Linked DNA regions of Mus musculus: region 1 is linked to region 2. A link is a contact called in public HiChIP or PLAC-seq data. All regions are on one chromosome and are shown on one strand. The core of a region is the stretch at or near the end of the contact, and the rest is flanking DNA. Distances in the headings are between cores, read along the strand shown.

Evidence for each region. HiChIP or PLAC-seq counts read pairs in DNA pulled down with a chosen protein or histone mark.
Region 1: a contact with region 2 is called in an H3K27ac HiChIP or PLAC-seq map of embryonic stem cells, with 4 times the contacts expected there. The contact joins the promoter of Tspan2 here to the enhancer-like site in region 2. A contact is called at or near these places in 5 of 39 promoter capture datasets (the SN4741 cell line, embryonic stem cells, liver and 1 more) and 5 of 115 datasets of contacts at active chromatin or transcription factors (differentiating embryonic stem cells, embryonic forebrain, embryonic stem cells and 1 more).

The regions. Positions count from the first base shown.
Region 1 is chr3:102,733,243-102,736,324 of GRCm38.p6, forward strand. It overlaps Tspan2 (tetraspanin 2), which reads left to right and starts at 1,528. Exons shown (of 8, transcript NM_027533.3): 1 at 1,528-1,823. The coding sequence starts at 1,755. Tspan2os (tetraspanin 2, opposite strand) reads right to left here and starts at 2,175. Exons shown (of 4, transcript NR_040588.1): 1 at 1,986-2,175.
Region 2 is chr3:102,102,523-102,105,660 of GRCm38.p6, forward strand. All of the region lies in intron 1 of Casq2 (calsequestrin 2), which reads left to right. Among named protein-coding and RNA genes, the nearest start is that of Casq2, 18 kb to the left of the region's middle. Within about 2 kb of position 1,524, at least 48 of the 459 cell types and tissues checked have an H3K27ac peak or open chromatin away from gene starts, as enhancers often do. A contact at or near this core is called in the SN4741 cell line and embryonic stem cells, where this site is marked.

The DNA.
Region 1 (3,082 bases), core at 278-2,777, 630 kb after region 2:
GTCTCCAGTTCACTGTTACTACCAGAAGCAGCACTTTCATTTGCCTTCTCAGTTTCATAAATAAAATTCACTAGCTTTTCAAAGATGGAAATATGCCTGACTGTAACACGGAAGAAATTGAATGAATGGTTGGTGAGGTCCTGGCTACCTTATATCATAATCTCATGTGCCTCACTGATCTCACTGTACATATATTAACTCCTTAATCTTCACAACTCTTTTGAAGCAGGTTGTACAATCTCCATACTGAGATGGGAAAGAGAGGCCCCAAGATAATGGGGTAATGTGTCACATTAGTCAAGTGCCTGCCCTCTGTGATTTGTTCTGGTGAGCTCCTGACTCCCCTCACCTTGGCCATCTCTCTGACTCCTGCTCCCAGGCTAGGTTGTACTTCCTCTGCTTCCTCCCCTGACCCCCTGCTCTCTCTACTGGCACCTTTTTGTTTGTTTGGTTTTGGTTTTTTGAGACAGGGTTTCTCTGTATAGCCCTGGCTATCCTGGAACTCACTCTGTAGACCAGGCTGGCCTCAAACTCAGAAATCTGCCTGCCTCTGCCTCCCAAGAGCTGGGATTAAAGGCGTGAACAACCACTGCCCAGCTACTGACACCTATTTTACAAATTAGGATCAGGTCCAGTCTTCTTGAAAAGCCTTCCTTAGTCAAGGCAGAAGCAGTCTCTTGCCCAGCTCCTAGCCCACCCACCTCACCTTGTTCCAAAAATTTGCTTACAGATCTGTGCCCTCCAGTAAAGATGTGATAGCAAGCCTGGCATTCTTCTGGTGTCCCCAGGGCTTGCTACTATGCCTGGCCTATAATTGGCACTTAGAGTGTTGCTAAATTAATGCACAAGCTCCCTGATTTTACACTTTCCTGTCTCCCCCGTGCCGTCTGACACCACATATTGTAGACACTTAGTCAACTGAAGTGAATGCCCGATTCTTCACCAGTCGCCTAGCTTAATAAAAACAAAGCAAAACAGAACTCGCTCCCTTTCCCTGATCTACACATCTCAGTCTAGACCCTAAGAATCTGGACTTCTTTCAAGGCCCCCGATCTATCAAACCTAGCAGGATGTGAGTGAGAGGTCTGACTCCCTTTCCCTGATCTGGTGGGCTGGACTGGGCAGGGTGGGAAGCAGTGTCAGGGCCCAGGGCCTCCGCCTGGCGCGCCTACTCCCAGTTCTTGCCTATTAAGGTAACAGTCCTCTAGGAACGCAGCGGCAGGAGGGAGGGTCCCCAGCAGCGGCCTCCGCCCGCGGCCTGGGCGCTTGCAGGACTCTGCTTAACTGCAGCCCTGGACACTCTGCCTGGCGCCTCACCACAGAGTCTCTACCGGCTTCACCGATCCTATTAGCTTTACCATCTGAAGTCACCTCCCTAGGTTTCCATAGACACGCAGGATAACTTCAACCATCATCGAGGGCCTCAAGGGAGTCTGGGCACCCGGCACTGATTAAATGGACCCCGCGTTCCGGGTGGGCGCACATATGCTCGGATAGCTACAGGAGCCCAAGCCCACCAGCGTGGACGAAGGTGGTGCTACCTCCAAGGGCCGGAGCGGGTGCGTGGGACCGGGATCTCCACCCCAGGGCGCCCCAGCCACAGCCAGCTGGCCGCTCGCGACCAAATCCCCGCCCGCAGACCACGCCCACAGGTCACGCCCCTCCCAACCCGCCCCGCCCCTCCACCGGCGCCCGCCGCTCCCGGGGCTCGGCGCGGGCCTGGGGAATCGGGAGCCCGCCGCCGGGGTCGCAGCATGGGGCGTTTTCGCGGGGGCCTGCGGTGCATCAAGTATCTGCTGCTCGGCTTCAACCTGCTGTTCTGGGTGAGACCCGAACCGGCGGGCCGGTTAGGGGGCCAGGGTCCCCGGGGAGGTGACCGCAATAGAGTTGGGCCATAGGAGAGGGCAGGATGTTCAGAGGCGCTAAGCAGACAAAGAGGGAGGGGACATATGGAGGGGGATAGGACATAGAGAAGCTTGAGCTACCAGAGGTGATGAGAAGAGGAGACACGGTGCGATGCTCCCCCGAAAGAAGCCATCATCTTCGGCGGCATCGCCCGGCGGGTGGCGCCAGGTGCGGGGATCTAGCGGGCCCCAATATTCCGAGGGCTGGGGGCCTGGCGGCCCGTGCTCCCTGCATCCTGCTGTGTACACACACCCACTTCTCGCGCTGCCTTCTCTGGGGAACCCGGCGGCCGGGCCAAGGCTCTGGGAGGGAAATCCCTACCGTAGGGCTGCCTGGGGTGGCGCCCCAACCAAGAGTGTGCGGACACGCCGCCTGGCTCTGGTGGTTTGTTGGGAAAATAACGGACAGTAGAGAAAATTGAAAGAGTGGGGAAGATCGTCCTTTTCTTGGGCATTGGCGGGGGGGGGGGTCTTCTGGGTGGGCAGTGGTGGGTGCTCTTTTACGAGGGGTTGGAAAATGGAGGGATTTTGGAAGAGCAGCAACATCCCCCTAGGGTCCCTGCGTACAACCAGTACTCTTGAAATGATCTCATTCAACTTTGCAGGGTGGTGTAGACCTGGCAGCATTCCCTGGGTAGAGATGCATAGAGACAGCCAGAGAGAGTGCCATGGCCCCAGTCTACTGTGTTAGCAGGGCATAGTTAGAGGTGTACCATCCCTGGAATACTCTCTCCCGAGCCCTGGAAAACGGTCAGAGGCCCATTCTGCACAGTCCCTATTGGCCTTCCAGTAACAGAATGCCAGCCAGTGTAGCTGCTCAGATAGACCCTGAGGGAAGACACGAGTCTCGCTTCAGGGGATGTGGGTAACTGCAGGAGCAGAGATGCTTTGGGATGCTTTGAAACCACTGGACTGGCCGCGATGGTTGTCCCATCTGCTCTGAGGAGGCTGGATGGACGATAAGTAATAAATTATTGAACGATGGGCCTCACTTGTGACTACCAACCCATCAGCCCTGAAGCCTGGGTGACTCCAGCAACTCTAAGCTCTTCAGAGACTGCGTGGCCATGACCAACACTGGCTAGCAATGGACAGTCTGGAGGCAGTACCTGGGGACATCCCCTGTATTTTAAAAATACATATAGACTTTGTACAACTTGGCTTTTACACCCATCACA
Region 2 (3,138 bases), core at 274-2,773:
AAATCACAGGCACGTATAAAGAATATTCCAGGTTTTTTGAACATTTAGGAAACGTGGAGGAGACCTTATTTCTCACATAGGACTCACAGTATTTGGTGATAACTGCTTCTTGCCTCTCTGGCTCACAAGCCCTTTGAACTCTTGAAGTATTTGCACCAATCCCTTCATGGACCCACAAAGGTACTGACTGTCTCCAAGGAACTGCACAGCATGCAGAAGGTGCTTTGCCTTTCTCCTTAGTGAGGGAAAGGTCACAGAACAGAATCAGGACACTGGTGATTACACACCGGGTGCCCAAGTTCACTCCTGGGGAGGGACCACTGGGATTCTAGAAAGGAGAATGGAGTGAAAGACAAGCTGGGGCTGCTGTCCTCATCCCAGGTTGGCTCACGGGAGAGAAGACAAGGAGGGGGTTGGGATAGATGGAGAAGTGCGGGATGGAGGAAACCAAGCCACAGACAAGAAGTAACAGTGGCCCGTTTGTCTACTCCAGCGTCCCCAGATACGATTGGTCCTCAGGGACCCAGTCACATAAAAAGTTAGCCCAGAGGCCCCAAATCTCCACCACAGCCACCCACCCTATTCAGTCCCACAGTACCCTTAGGTGTCTGCTAGCTCTGGCTACTGTGATCTAAGCTTGTTATGGGTGCGTGCTAGAGCTGATGGTGGTGATAACGAAGCCTAGATGGGCAGGCTTTGGGTCCAGTGAGAGTGGGTGTTGGTAGTAATTCAGGTGCTGCAGGGATTTCGAGCCAGGATGCTGAGGAAGAAGACGGGGAGGAGGAGGGTACATATCAGATAATGGGCTTTATGGCCCATCTGACAGTCTGTTCTGTGTATACATCTAGGGCACAGGGTAGTGATTGGTACTTACCACTGAAGTATGCAGAAGTTCCATGTAGATATCAAGACTGAAAAGAGTATGCTTTATGTGCCCAGGAGAGGAACGCATTTGTTTTTACCTAAAGTTGTCATTCTTTCCTTCTCTCTCTCTCTCTCTCTCTCTCTCTCTCTCTCTCTCTCTCTCTGTGTGTGTGTGTGTGTGTGTGTGTGTGTGTGTGTGTGTGTGTGTGTAAGAGAGGGAAGGTGATGTGATACTTATATGTCATCAGGGTACACTTGGTTTGGCATGCCAATGGAGGTCAGAAGTCAACCTTGTGGAATCAATTCTCTTCTTCCACCATTACATGGATTGCAGGTATAGAACTCAGGATGTGAGACTTGCCAGCAAGAGCTTTCAGTGGTCGATGGGCCATTTCAAAGGTCTCTCTCTCTCTCTCAAATTATTGTTAATACTCACCCCTTCACTAAATGGAGTGCACAGTTGGAATGGTGCTATGTGGCTTTCAGAATCGGCAGCCACGAATAGTTGTGCTTTCCAGAGCCTGATGTGAGAGTTGAGGCACCACAACCACGGGTGTGGCTGTGCAGTGTAAGAGAATGTGCATTCCTGAGCCTCACCTCAGCTCTATTGTCTATGCTCTGGCGAGAAGGACCAAGAAGCCCCATTTTAACAGAGCCCCAGGTCATTCTTGTGCATATTGAAATTGAAGAGCTGCTGTCAGAGAGGCTCACGCTGGAGAAGAGGGAGTTTACTGTACTGCCAAGTCTTGTGACTTTGAATAATTGACAGGGGAACATTTGTTTAAGATTTTTACTTCAGTAAATAGGACAGTGTGGCTGGCAATAAAAACAGGGGGAGTGTTTATTAGGAAAATAAAACACAACGTGGTCTGATGGTTTGCATGCAATAACTTATATACCCATGAGGTTTTGCAGAAACACTGGCTTGGGGGACCTCAGGAAAGCTCACAGTGAGTCACAGTGCGGTACTAATGGTGATGACTCAGCCTTCCCAGCTTCAGACAAACCCAAGGAAAGAGAAAACTGGAGGGCAAGCAGGATGATGTAGTTGCCAGCTCCTGGGGTCCACCCCATCACCTGAGCACTCCTGGAGCAGCGTGCGCTCAGGTGACATTCTGTTCAGAATTCTTAGTCTTAAGAGGAAGGGGAGTGGTTTGGAGTGAGAAAAAGAGAGAAAAGAACAGATGACCAGGAAGCATGGATAGGCCAAAACCGACCTTAGGAAGTCTAAGTGGCAAGGGAGTAGAAGGAAGGAGAAGGTACAATCAGAGAAGACACAGGAATGGAGAAGGGCAGAACCTAACAAGTAGCCACAGAACAGAGGGTAGCGGGACTTAGGGAGCCCTCACAGAGCCAAATAGTGCCCAGGTTACTCGGTGGAGATAAGACACCCAAGAGGGTTGCAGAATGCACAGAATCAAACTGCAAATGTAACTGGATTGGAAGGACAGAAAGGGAAAATAGATGTATCAGTAAGGCAGATGCAAATAAATAAAATGGAACAAGAATAAACAAAAACACCAGGTAAGAAGCAAAGTACTGTCATCAAAACAGGAGAGCTCTCATTGGTCGAGTAAGGAAGCCTAAGGAAATGAAAGGAGATTTTTTTTTAATTGGTCGAGTAGGAAGCATAAAGAAATGCAAGATCAGATGGATGGGAAAGGGATAAAGTTTTAGCATGGTTATCTACACAGAAAGTTTCCAAGAATTCCAAAAAAAGCAAAGATATCTTAGAAAGAATCAATGAGTTCAAGGTGAGAAAGCTACAAGATAAACATAAAAATGCAATGATATATTTGTACTAGAAAGAGTACAGATTCAAAACTAAAAAATACACCACTATAGTGCATACGACTCCCAATAGATGTACATTTAACAAAACTTGCACTAGATTTGCACGCTAAAGTGAGTGTGGCAGTGCATGTCAGTAGCCCCAGCACTTGGGAGGTGAGGGTGGGAAGATCAGAAGTTCAAGGCCAGCCTGGGCTGCATGAGACACTTTGTCAAAACAAAACAAAACAAAACAAAACAAAACAAAACAAAACCAAAGGCTTATGTGCTCAGAGCTGCGATGCGAATGGAAAAGTCATAAAGTAATGGAGAGATACAGCATCTTCCCACATCGACAGACAACACCCTGGATGCACCACTCTCTCCAACTTGATAGGAGTTGTACTGGCTAGTTTTGTGTCAACTTGACACAGCTGGAGTTGTCACAGAGAAAGGAGCTTCAGTTGAGGAAATGCCTCCATGAGATCCAACTGTAAGGCATTT